Regions from separate parts of the Gossypium hirsutum genome. Here region 1 is linked to region 2. The links are chromatin contacts, called in public Hi-C maps. All regions are on one chromosome and are shown on one strand. Each heading gives the region's core, a stretch centred on a gene start, on an enhancer-like site or on the middle of the called end of the contact. The rest is flanking DNA. Distances are from core to core; before and after follow the strand shown. Region 1 holds the start of LOC107894373 (putative multidrug resistance protein). Region 2 holds the start of LOC107895192 (protein translation factor SUI1 homolog 2).

What was found. Hi-C and Micro-C count contacts between places; a contact is called where the count stands out from the background.
Region 1: a contact with region 2 is called in a Hi-C map of leaf, with 3 times the contacts expected there. The contact joins the promoter of LOC107894373 here to the promoter of LOC107895192 in region 2. A contact is called at or near these places in 17 of 34 Hi-C or Micro-C datasets (callus, fibers, hypocotyl and 2 more).

What each region holds. Positions count from the first base shown.
Region 1 is chrA13:95,599,924-95,606,715 of Gossypium_hirsutum_v2.1, forward strand. LOC107894373 (putative multidrug resistance protein) reads right to left here and starts at 1,439. Exons shown (of 7, transcript XM_041085331.1): 1 at 1,201-1,439; 2 at 1,018-1,072; 3 at 736-923; 4 at 193-650; 5 at 1-96. The coding sequence starts at 1,383. LOC107895195 reads right to left here and starts at 3,288. Exons shown (of 1, transcript XM_016820455.2): 1 at 2,437-3,288. The coding sequence starts at 3,167. The coding sequence ends at 2,532. It overlaps LOC107895196 (polycomb group protein FIE1), which reads left to right and starts at 4,493. Exons shown (of 13, transcript XM_016820456.2): 1 at 4,493-4,761; 2 at 5,192-5,257; 3 at 5,347-5,469; 4 at 5,594-5,674; 5 at 5,744-5,836; 6 at 5,982-6,057; 7 at 6,391-6,470; 8 at 6,544-6,615. The coding sequence starts at 4,585.
Region 2 is chrA13:95,465,332-95,471,713 of Gossypium_hirsutum_v2.1, forward strand. It overlaps LOC107895192 (protein translation factor SUI1 homolog 2), which reads right to left and starts at 1,576. Exons shown (of 5, transcript XM_016820452.2): 1 at 1,306-1,576; 2 at 450-532; 3 at 155-360; 4 at 16-69. The coding sequence starts at 486.

The DNA of each region.
Region 1 (6,792 bases), core at 189-2,688, 130 kb after region 2:
ATAGAAGGATCCCGGTTAACCATCTCGAAAATCCTAGTAGCAGCAACGGTTGCCTCGGTGATGCCAGTTAAATTCGGTAGTGCACCCAACACACTCCTGCAATGTCAAACCAAAAAAATAATGAGTTAACTAAAAGGCTTAATTAGGATATATCAGAGGATGTAGTCCATCAACATAAAGAAAGTTACTTACAATCCTCCCATTACGACATTGATTCCGGCTGCAAAAACTGAACCACCTTTTTCGCCTTTCTCAGTGACCAAATAAGTCCCAACCCATGCTTGAAAAGCCCATCCTACATAAATGCTTCCCATACTTCCCATCAACAATCCCTTTGCAAAACCTTGGTTTACTCCCAATTCCAAGGTCCTTTCAAGTGCATGGCTGAATTTTTCTATTGTTTGATTCTCAGCTACATATGAATATACAGTTCTTATGGAGGAAATTGCTTGTTCTGCAATCCCACCTGCAACACCATAAGATTCAATCATTTTCATTATCACATCCATCATCAGTTTCCCAAATACCAGCCCAGGAACAATGAAGAACAACGTCAATGGAATCGCTGCTAATGTAATTCTCCATGAAAGTATGAAGGAAACAACGAGGCAGAAGAAGAAGGTTGAAAGAAATGCAAGGCAATTCGGTATCTACATGCCGAAAAAAGAAGAAACAATGTTAGAAACAGCATATTGAATCATTTTTTGTATGCAAGAATGCTAGTTGATTCTTAACCTTATCACATATTGCAACTTGGATTGCATTGGCATCTGCAGATATCGTTGACACGACTTGGAAGGTCGTGGAGATACCAGTCTCCTGAGTGTCAAAGAAACCAACTTCCTGTCTAAGGACAGATTTTAAGTATTTTGTCCTTATTCGGGAAGTTTGTCTCTCTGCGGTTCGTGTCCAACAAACCCCTTCTGTATATGTATAAAATGGCATCCCAAGGAAGCAAAGCGGAAATTAATGTCCAATATTTATCAGTCAAATGCAAAAATGATAGTTGCAACTTACCGACAAATGCCGAAAGTCCAACTACGATCGCAACATAGAGCAGCCTAAGTGCATACTGCAGAAAATCGAAATGATCTGGTACAGTTATTTCATCAACTATCTTTTATATTAACTCAAATTGGTCCGAAGGCAATTAACTGGGCTTCGGTTAACCAGATTTTCATACAGGCTAGTGGCACATACCTTATCTACAGTATCATTAGACAATTTGGCATTGGGATCTCCATACTCATTGATCACTTTGCTAAGAACAAGCATTGTAAGAGGGTACTGCAATCCATCTCCGATACTACCCAAAGTTCCGAAAAACATTAACAGCTTGTCGACATTGTCAGCATATCGAAACATGCCATCTTTGGAAACCATTTTTCTGATGTTTCCTTTCAGTAGAAATGGGACACTATCTTTTGATTTTTGTTTACTTTCATCAGCTCTAATGGAAGCTTAAAGGAGTTTTATATACTGGACCATATGTACAGTTATCCACAATCTATTTGCAGGCAGAATCTAGCTTATTGTCTTGCTCTATTACAGTTTTTACGCCAATGACATATGGAATTTGATTAATTTGTTTTTAAATTGGCCGGCTTTGGGCATCTTTGGACAGCAGAATGAATGTTGGTTTCAATGAATCCAGCCATCCAAGTGGCTAATGATAAATCTAAATAATAATAAAAACACAGCAAATCTGGGACGTGTGATAGAGCTTCGTGATGATTGGCCAGCCACAGGTATTTTTATAATTCTGAAGATTAGCCTTTGTTTTCACGTTTGATGCCTTTGGAAACTTGGATCCAAAGTAGTAAAAACAAAAGATTTAGATTATAAGTTGAGCAATTTGTTCGCATCTTTCCATTGTCTTCTTCGTGGGAGCATTGGTGAAGCCTTGAAATAGCCCAATGTGTACGTTACAAGGACATTGAATGTTTCACCCTCGTTGATGCTTTCGTATGTTATTATTTTTAAAGAGGCAGGCCATTGAGAATTGAACACGGGGTATATAGTTTTTAAAATATATAAAACTGGATATCAAAATCTCACATCAACCCAAGTTCCTAATTGCTTCCGGAAGAGGACATCTCATAACACCAAAAATGGGTGTGCGGTTAAAACTTCAACCATTGATTGCCTCTATTCTTTGTTTTATTCATCTGTTAAGTTAGCAGCCATTGATGACATACATGCCAATTGAAAATGAGAGATTGATTCCCCACACTGAAATTTGAGATATGCTCTCAGTGACTTCCAGTGTTCACAGAAGATGCTTCTTTGTCACCAGTCCCTACGTTGTTTGTGTTCTTGTAAACCCTCGAATGTATAAAAAATAAATAAATAATAATAATACTAATACTTTTATTTATGTTAATCAAATTAGGCATGGCATGCATGAGATATGCACATAAACATTACCGTGAGAGCTGAAAGGCAAAGAGTGGTATATGCAGCTTTATATCATTCAATTTTCTCATGATGAAATCCAATAACATACACGACATCGTTTCAATACCTAAAATTCAAAAAGAATTAGCCACAAGAATGGCCTGCCTGCACCTAGCTTTAGCTTGTTCAAGCCTCTCACTCAAGGTCTCATCTTTCACAGCAGCTTTCACCATAGCCAAATCCATTTCCATCAACTTCAATACCCTAAAAAACTCCGTCACCATCCTATCTTCTACTTCCCCTTCATCCCTCAACACCTCCGCTTCTTCCCTCGCTCTTTCCGCCACGATTTCCCCTGCTTTCGCCAACAGTTCCGTCGACCCAAACTCTCTCCCCATCAACCCTTCCAGCTTCTCCAAAAAATCCATTATCACGTACCCTTTGGGTTTCTCCAAGTTAATCTCCTTTGTCCTCCTCCATCCCACCTCGAAATTCGGCGGTTCCGGTTTTACGATGTCGGGTCTCGGCCTTCTTTCTCGGACGATTTCCGATCTTCTTCGTTTCTCGATGGGGAAACTTTCTGGACTTGTGGTGGTTTCGTGGGAAATTGGAGATGGGAAATCCGATTGAGATGATTCTGAGGTTGGGGAAGTGCATTTGATGGGGAAATGTAATGTTTTTGATGGGTTATTGGAGATTGATGAGAGGTTTGATGTATGGTTATGGAGAAGGTTTGGGGGAGAAAGGAAGTGAAGCAGAGTGGAAGCCATGGCAGAATTTTGTAAAACCAGACTGCAGTGAAGAAGATAAGGATGTTAAATACTGTATAGGCCAATTGCGGTTTGCTACAGAAGATATTTGCAAAATATCCGCTGCAGTTTGGATAATTTCTTTTTATTTCCAATAAATTTAGTTAATTTTTTTATTTAAATTTAATTATACTAAAACTTTTATAAGGCAGTTAGGTTGATTCATAAATCCTAAATATAGACTTAAAACCAACATGGAGAAGACAAAAAATATATATTTATGATAATTATGGAATATTATACCATCATTAGTGAAAGCTAAAAGAAAAAAAAATGTATCTTTATCTCTAATATTGTATAAAAAATTTAAATTACTCAGAAAAAAGTATAGGAATTAATTGTATTAGTTGACTTGAAGTTACACTTTCAATATGAATTTAATGGCTCAATAACTAAAATGTAACAAACCGATAACATTAATTATCATATCATAATTTTTTAAAATTTAGTGATCGAAATATAATTTAAACTAAAATATAACTTAAACCTAAATGTAAATTAAAAAGTGAGTAAATTTCGATAATTCAATTATAACATTTTAAAGGCATAATAATATTTGTAGCGATTTAACTTTATAAAAAATTTTATTTTAGCTCTACCTTTTTTTTTGTCTTTCTTAGTACTTGTATTTTTTTGTTAAATTACCCAACACATATGAATTACCATATAGATGATAAGTCTGCATTTAATTAAATTTTAAAAATATTATTTTATAATTTTTTGAAATTTTAAATTTTAAAAAATTAATTAAATGTTGAAGTGGTAAATTTAGATTCTAATTTAAATTTTATATGTTGAACTTTTATTTTAGGATAAATTGCATCTAAAACCATTAAAATATTAGTAAGTTTATGTTTTGGGTTACTTAAAAAATTATAAAATGATTATTAAACTATTTAAAAGTTTTTATTTAAATTATAAGATGTTAAAATCATTATCATATGATTTTTTTTGTTTACATTACTTGCACTAATCGAAAGTTCTTCTTTCCAATCTTTTCTACAGTTCAATTTTTTCATTAAATATTTTCTTCAATCTTTGACACTAGCCATCAGATTAATTTAGATCTAAAATATAATTTACTATATCGATCCTCAAATTGTCACTCTCTAGATTTTAAAAAAAATCTTAACAGGATTTAAATAAAATTTTTTAAATAATTTAATAAATTAAATAAAAATATTTAAATAATTTAGTACTATTTTATAATTTTTCAAAGTGGGGTAAAAAATGAAAATTACTACCTTTGTTTTATTATAAGTTTTAGTACGATATAATTTATTTAAGTTAAAAAAAGCTGAAAGTGAAAGTGTGAAACTCAATTGGAACTAAAACCTCGGATTTTGTGCTGCCGGGAAACCAAAGTTTGAAAGCGGCAATGGCCAAGACGCCGATAGGGCTAGAACCAGTGGTGGGATCCCTATCATCCTCTAAGAAGAAAGAATACAGAGTCACTAATCGACTCCAAGAGGGCAAACGCCCCCTGTACGCCGTCGTTTTCAACTTCATCGACTCTCGTTACTTCAACGTGTTTGCCACTGTCGGTGGTAATCGGGTAAGTCTTGTCTTTTTGGGTACCCTTTTTCCTATGATTTAATGGGTTTCTTTTTATCTTGCCTTTTAACAATTATTTTTCTGCTTCAATTTGCTTAGTAAAAGGTCCAGTTTTTGAGAAGCTGTTATTAATTACTTCAATCTCCGAAGCTTTACTTTAGCTGTTTGCACTTCTTTCCTTAAGGAAAACCTTTTTTTTTTGGGGACTAAATTTCATGAATGAATTAACCCTTTTTGATATTTTGTTGTTTAGGATTACCAGATGTTCTGTTCTTTTTTTAAGTCTTTCCCTTTCAGTATTCATTTTTATTTTGGATTCTTATTTTGATTAGAAAATTTTCAATCTTTACCAGTTTTGTTTGCTTTTCTACCACCTTGATCCATCCATTGAAGTGATGTTAGTGATTGTTAATTTGCCCTTTTGTTTACAGGTGACGGTATACCAATGCCTCGAAGGAGGTGTTATAGCTGTTTTGCAGTCTTATGTTGATGAAGATGTAATAAACAGCACTTTGATTGTATTTCTTTCTTCCATTAAAGTTTTCTTATTGATTCATTGCCTGATTCCGTGTGCTTTCTAGATCAGAAGGATGAGTCTTTCTACACTGTAAGTTGGGCCTGCAACATTGATGGTACACCATTTGTGGTTGCTGGAGGTATTAATGGCATAATCCGTGTAATTGATGCGAGCAATGAGAAAATACACAAGGTATCATCCTTACTCAATCAGATATGTTATTTTTATGTCCATTCTCTATTGTTGAAAACTGCTATTGTTATAGTGTATGCATACCTAGTCTTTTTCATTCCATTGCATGGATGTGTATGTGCAGAGTTTTGTTGGACATGGTGACTCTATAAACGAAATCAGGACTCAGCCACTGAAACCATCACTTATAGTGTCTGCAAGCAAAGTAAGCGTCAAAACATTTGCTTGGCAACTGTTTGCTTTATCAAATGGCTAACATTTGAAATTGGAGCAGGATGAATCGGTTAGATTGTGGAATGTTCATACTGGAATCTGCATTCTGATATTTGCTGGAGCCGGGGGACACCGCAATGAAGTTTTGAGTGTGGTAGGTGCAGAGAATATTGAGTTATCGTGTTGTTGTCATTTCCCTAGAGAACGGGACTATGTCGTATAATGTTTGCTATGTTTTCTACTTCCATATTTTCCACTAATCGTATAATGTTTGCTATGTTTTATGATGGCTATTGTAGGATTTCCATCCTTCAGACATTTATCGAATTGCAAGTTGCGGGATGGACAACACTGTAAAGATTTGGTCAATGAAAGGTACAATTGTGACTGTCATCAGAGTGGGTTGTTTTTATTGTTTTCGGTGGCAGCAAACTAATGTATCTGATATAATTGGAGCATTAGAGTGAGAACTAGGGAATCCAAGATTTTTATCAATAGACGATGGTTATATGTTGTCTAGGACCTTGCCTTTTTGGGGTTCTGGGGTGAGTTGGAACTGTTGGATCTGAGGTTAGATATTGTCTAGCATCAAAAAGAATTGAGTGACGTTATGATTCTCGGGAAGGTGATTTCATGCAAGAATTAGCATCGAGTAAACACCAGTTCAGGCATTTACTCCTTTCTGTCATGTTATTAATCTTTCTACAGAGTTCTGGACTTATGTGGAGAAATCATTCACATGGACGGATCTTCCTTCAAAATTTCCAACAAAATACGTACAATTCCCTGTGAGTGGCTTCTTCTTCATCTTCTCTATGTAAATCATGACTGTTGCTCTAATATTGTATCTATTATTTTCAGGTGTTCTTAGCTTCAGTTCATTCAAATTATGTGGACTGTAATCGGTGGCTTGGTGATTTCATTCTGTCAAAGGTAAACTATTTGCTCTATATATTATTATATTATCTTCTGTGGAGAGCTTGAATTTGATTTAATGAGAATTGCCTCATCGTGTTGTTGCATTCTCGGATAAGTACCTTGAGCTATTTTGTGAAGTATATTTGAACAGCCTTTGCGGACATGACTTGCCAAAGTATAGAACTGAAGGCA
Region 2 (6,382 bases), core at 326-2,825:
ACACTTATGAATTACCTGAACAAGGAAGGTTGATACATTCTTACGCTGGTCACCTTGAAGTTGAATCACCTAAATACATACCGCAAAATAACAGACTAAACAATTGGGTTCCAATAACAGATACAGATATAAGGTAAGGGGTTACGGGACACACCTGTCCTAATTCAGGGTCCTGGACCACGGTCCCATTGCAGCAAAACTCCTTCTTCAGGTCTTTAAGTATCTTGTTATAGCTGAATTCTTTCTTCAACCCCTGGACAGTTGTCAGGCTTTTGCGACCATTCCTCTGCTGAATACGAATATGCACATACTCCTTTGCACCCGCACCTGAGTCCTCAGCATTTGCATCAGCAAAGGGATCTAACACAACAAATACACACGTTATTAACAAGGACAGGCGGCAGATCAAGGACAAAGGTAAATATTTGGAAGTTAAGATGAAATCATACCGAAGGCAGTAGGAATTTGAACGTCAAGATCAGACATGAAACTTAGTTTGATCAAAGAGGCCTAACAAACCACAAGCTCAGACCTGAAAAATGCAGATCAATAGATCATCAGATTCAACATAAACCCCTATCAAGAATAATAACAGTTTTCACGCCAAACAAAAAGAAAAAGTAAGATTCAATTGGGCAACCAAAAAATAGTGGAGAATCTCAGTGCTTCTCATCAACTAATTAATCAATAAACAACAACCTCACAAATCTCGCATAAACAAGAATAGGCTGTACAATAATTGTAAATTCAAAACCATAGGCTGTACAAAACACAAGAACCATATAAACCTAACAAGACGGAAACTTGGTCGCGATAACCAAGATTCGGCCTAGAAGATTAAAGTCTTTAAGTTTCGAATTAACAGTTTGATCTTCTGACTTCTTCCAAGAAGTAGAATACGAAATAGAATTAAAATAAAAGACAAATTGTTGAATCCATGCAAAATACTGCAACTTGATTACAGATATCATCAAAGAATCAACTAACAAGTTTATTAAAAACAAGCCCAAACATGAAAAAACTAAAGATTCACTATTTAAACAACGTATCTCAAAAATAAACAAAGAAAAAGTCACCATGAATCATTAAATTTTGTACCCTTCACTTCAGACATAAATTTTCTCAATCCAAATTAATTATATACAAGTAGCATGCCATTTAAAGAAATAAATATAAATTTTGATCATATAATCAAAACCCAAGATCAGAAAAACCTAAGTTCAATCAACGACCTATAAAGAAACGATGTTTAACCCACAAAAGAAAGGGGGAAATCAATTGAAGAAAATAGAGCTGCAAACTTACCTGATTCAAAGATTTTAGGGCTTCTTTTAGATGATTGAACTCTGGATTATCAAAAAATAATCAGAAAAGTTAGAAAAGCCCTAAAAACCAGATAGAGTCTGAGGGGGTGGTGGAGTTTAATTATTTCGTTGAGAAAGGCGAGGAAATTATAAGGAAAGGGCTACACAATTATTTTATTAATTTTTAAGATTTGTTTTTTTTTTATTTTCGGAAGTTGCACGCAACTTAATGTGATGGGAATCTGTAATCGTGAGATTATGATGAGGGAACTGTACTCGCTTGGGAAAACCTTTTTATGATAAACATGTAAACGTGGCGTTTGATGAAATCGAGCGTGAGTTTCACGGTCAAGGGAAAATTTGAAAACGGCGTGGTTTTATTAATCATAAAATCAGCACGTGTAGGTGGTGGTGGTCGTTGTTTGGACATGGTTTAGGAGGGAACTAGATTCAATTTGGATAAGGTTGGAACATGATTCCAAATGTCAGCCCACCAAAGACACTGACAAATGCAGACTGCAGAGTTTTAACATCCGTAGGCCCAACTTTAAATTTGTTAAGATTCTTCTTTCTTTTTTCTCCTTTTTCCACTTTCTTTTAATTTGAAAATTTTTACTGTATAAGAAAGGGTAAACTATTCAATTTGTCACTTAATTTTTAGAAACTTCCATTTTAGTCATTTCAGAAAAAAAATTTTCAATTTTGCCAACTAATTTTTAGTATGCTTTCATTTTAGTCATCTAAGTGTTCAATTCTTAATGAAGGTTAACTGTGCATGTCAAATCATGTTTGCATTTTCATTTTAGTTACTCAACTTCTAAGTCGCTTTCATTTTAGTTATGGAAAAAAAATTCTAAGTTTTGATTTAGGTAAAAAAAATTAAGGATTAAAGTGAAAAAGTAATAGAAACTAAAATAATGCATTAAAATTTAATCTCTTTCTAAATTTTAAATTTTTATTTTATATTTCCAAATTATCATTAAGGGAATAACTCAAATAACTTATTTTTAATAATTGTCTATGAAACATAATTTTTTTAATTATATAATCTTGAATATTCCATACTAAACTAAACGAAAAATAAATAAATTCCTTAATTAAGTAATCAATTAATTCTGGGTAAATAAGTGATGAAAATAATTATGGGTTTTGTTTAATATGGAAGATAAAATCAATTAATTAATTAAAATGAATTTTCTTTTCTTTTAGCTTAGTACAAAAGATTTAAGAACATATAATAAAAAAAATTAGGTTTCATAAACAATTATTAAAGATGAGTTGTTTGATTTGATTTTAATTTTTAAAATGGGCAATTTACTAAAAAAACCCTTTTTTCGTTAATTACTGAAATTGTCGACTTTTTTATTATTTACAGGAAATGACCGTTTTCCCCAAAAGCGCGTCCACGTCAGTGCAGAGTCAAGGGGCATGTCAGCAAAACGCGTCCTTGGGGGAGCATTTTGTCCACGTCAACACAAATCACTTCCTCATGGACACACTTTGCTGATGTGGCAAAAATGCTCCCCCAAGGAAGCGTTTTACCCTGTGTTTAAATTTTTTAAAAAAGTTATTTTTTAAATATTATAAAAATACTTTTTTTTGAAATTTTACAAGAATAAACCTTAAAAAAGGTTTAAAGTGATAACACCACTTTTTTTAAGGTGTCACCAATTAATATGGAAACAAAACTTACAAAGCAAATCTTTATATAGACTCAAAGTTTTATTTCCTTTGTTTTTTTAAGCAATGTGGGATATAAGATATGTGTATATATAGACTCATGAATAGGTTTGCAGCTTGTTTCTAAATAATGTGGGATTCCTTCATCTTTCAACTAACAATATGAGACTAAATGTTACACTATATTTTATAATTTTTTTACAAAGCAATTTTTATTTTATTTATATTTTGTTAATATTTTCTCATAATATAAAGTTATCTTTTGAGATATTTATTCTTGTTGCATTTTAGAATTGTTAACATATACAAAAGAACTATTAAAAAAAGAGAACAAATTGCACATATGAAACTTGTACATGCAATAATTTTCTATTCAACTTTAAATGTTCGAAGTTGTACTTTTAATTTTTCAAAATAATTTTCCATTATTTAAATTTAGAAGTTGTATTTTTAATTTTTTAATTTTATTTTATATTATGAATGTTTGATTAATAAATAAATGGTGAATATTTGGCACTCAAATAGTATTTTTTTTGTAATTTTAAAAAATTGATATATCTGTTTAAAATATTTACTTATTTTTATTATTTTACTATACTAATTAATTTTTTTAATTCTAATTTTAATTTAATTTTCATCACCTAATAAATGCTGATAAATTTATTTTAGATGTATTTTGATAATCTATTTAAACATAGTATATAATTATGTTAAATAAGTTTTTTTATAGAAATATAATAATTATTTTTCATATTTTTATATCTAGATTAAATTACATTAGTAGTTACTTAACTATAATTTTTTAGCTATCGAATTATAAAACCTTACAAAATGATCACTCAACTATTAGTAATTTTTTAAATATTTATTTTTTAATATTTTACCATACTTATTTTATATTTTATAATTTTTTTACTTATAGAGTTTAAAATTTTTATTTATAATATAACAAATGTTAACTTTTTGTAAAAAAAATTAAACTCAAAGTAAAAAAAATATAAAATATAGTGTAGCTTTTAATCTCATGTTGTTAGTTAAAAGAGGAAGGAATCCCACATTGTTTAGGAACAAGCTGCAAACCTATTCATGAGTCTATATATACACATATCTCATTTCTCACATCTCTTAAGAAAACAAGAGAAATGAGACTTTGAATCTATATAAAGATTTGCTTTGTAAGTTTTGTTTCCATATTAATTGGTGACACATTAAAAAAAGTGGTGTTATCACTTTGAACCTTTTTTAAGGTTTATTCTTGTAGAATTTCAAAAATTTGGTCTATTTTTATAATATTTAAAAAAATGACTTTTTGAAAATTTAAACAAGGGCTAAAACACGTCCTTGGGGGAGTGTTTTTACCACATCAGTAAAGTGCGTCCACGAGGGTGCGATTTGTGCTGACGTGGACAAAATGCTCCTCTAGGGACGTGTTTTGTTGACACGTCTCCTGACTACGCGCTGACGTGGACGCGCTTTTCGGGAAAATGGTTCTTTTCCGTAAATAATAAAAAAGTTGGACCATTTCGGTAATTAACAAAAAAAGGGGCATTTTTTAGTAAATTGGCCATATAAAATAACTTTTTTTAAACTTTAGAATGAGATTAAATTACTTAATTTTTCAATATTGTAGTAACAAATCAATTAACACTATAAAGTAAAAAAAATTTCAACAATTTATTTAATTGATTTTAATGTTTTGAAATTTAAAATTTCAATATTAAAAAAATTTGACTTATTGCAATAGAGTAAATGAGTACAATGTAACAAATCTTTTAATACATTATTTTATTTTCTACCACTTTTTTATTTTAATACTTAATTTTTTTAGTGATCAAAATAAAAATTAAAATATGATGTAACATGTACAAACAATCATTATTAAATATTTGATGCTTGATTAACTGAGATGAAATCCCCTTAAATAAATTGAGATAGACATCAATCCCTTTTATATTTTAAATTCTCTTTTACTAAATACTCTCCTCACCCTCTTGATTTCCCTTATGATTTCATAGTCGATGCTAAAAAAATTATTAAAAATTATTGTATTTTAAATACAATTAATTTGTGCGTCCTATGCGACAAAAAATTAATAATACTTTTATATTAAAAATTAAAAATTTGTTAATTTATACTTATTACAAATTCATTTGGTATCGAGTTTAACATTCTTTTTTAATGTAGTATTTGTATTTTTTTGTTCAATATGATATTTGTATGTAACAAAATCTATATATTTTGGTAAATGAGGGTGACAATATTAACTTTTTAGTGTTTAATTCGAGTTTTAGAACTGATTTGATGAAAGTTTGTTGCTAATATTATTTTGGGTTTTAAGGTCAATTTGATGAAGTTAATTGCTAATATTATTAGTTAATTATGAATTTTCATTAAATTAACTCTAAAACTTAAATTAACCACTAAAATGTTAACAATGTTAGTTTCAGGTACCAAAATGTATAAATTTTGTTTAATACAAGTACTGTATTAGAAAAAAGTGTTCAACTTAAGTACAAAATTATGTATTAGGCCTTATAAATCCCCTAACTAAGTTATGTCACGGATTAACCAGTTACCAATTCAACTGGGGAAAGACAAAAATAATCTCATTTTTCAAAGTAAATTATATTATTTTGATGATGTTTTTGTCATTTTATATATTCTATATAGGAAAATAATATATATATACATAATACAATTTAAACCCATGCTCTTTAGTTTTTTTTTTAACAAATAGAGTTATATAAACTTTTTACAAATAGAGTTATTTCAAAAAAAATTCACTGATATTGTAGATGTGCCATAATTTAGCATACCCTAAAATCTTAATGTTTTATATTTTAAATAAAGTATAAAATAAATTTATAAGATAAATATGTGATTATTTAATGGGTAACAAGAGGAGTCTAGAAGAGAGGGTAGTGATTGTTATGGAGGTCGGTTCATCCAATTAGGACAGAGAGTTGGAAGTTATGAAGAGTGATGGTGAAGATAATGTTAAGGTCAAAGGCTAAAAAATGTTGATGAAGTGTAGGCTTATTAAATTATTATAAAAATTATATAAAAAAGTTATAATAATTATTCAAATTTTGTTTAAAATTAGAAAAGAAATTAAAAATAAATATTATAAAATATTAACTTATTATAAAAAAATTATAGAAAAATATTAAAAAGTTATTATAAAATCATATAAAATTTATTAAAATGATAAAAAAGACTATTAAAATTTCATTTTCAAAAGTGATATAAAATATAAAAATGATTATAATTTTTTTTGTTTTTGGTTATTTCATAGGTTTGGTATTTTCTGTTTCAGAAGTAAGGAAATGTGAAACTTAAAGTGATAATAGTGATTAGTGCGAATTAAGAGGTTTGGGTTGGGTGAGGATGAGTTTAAT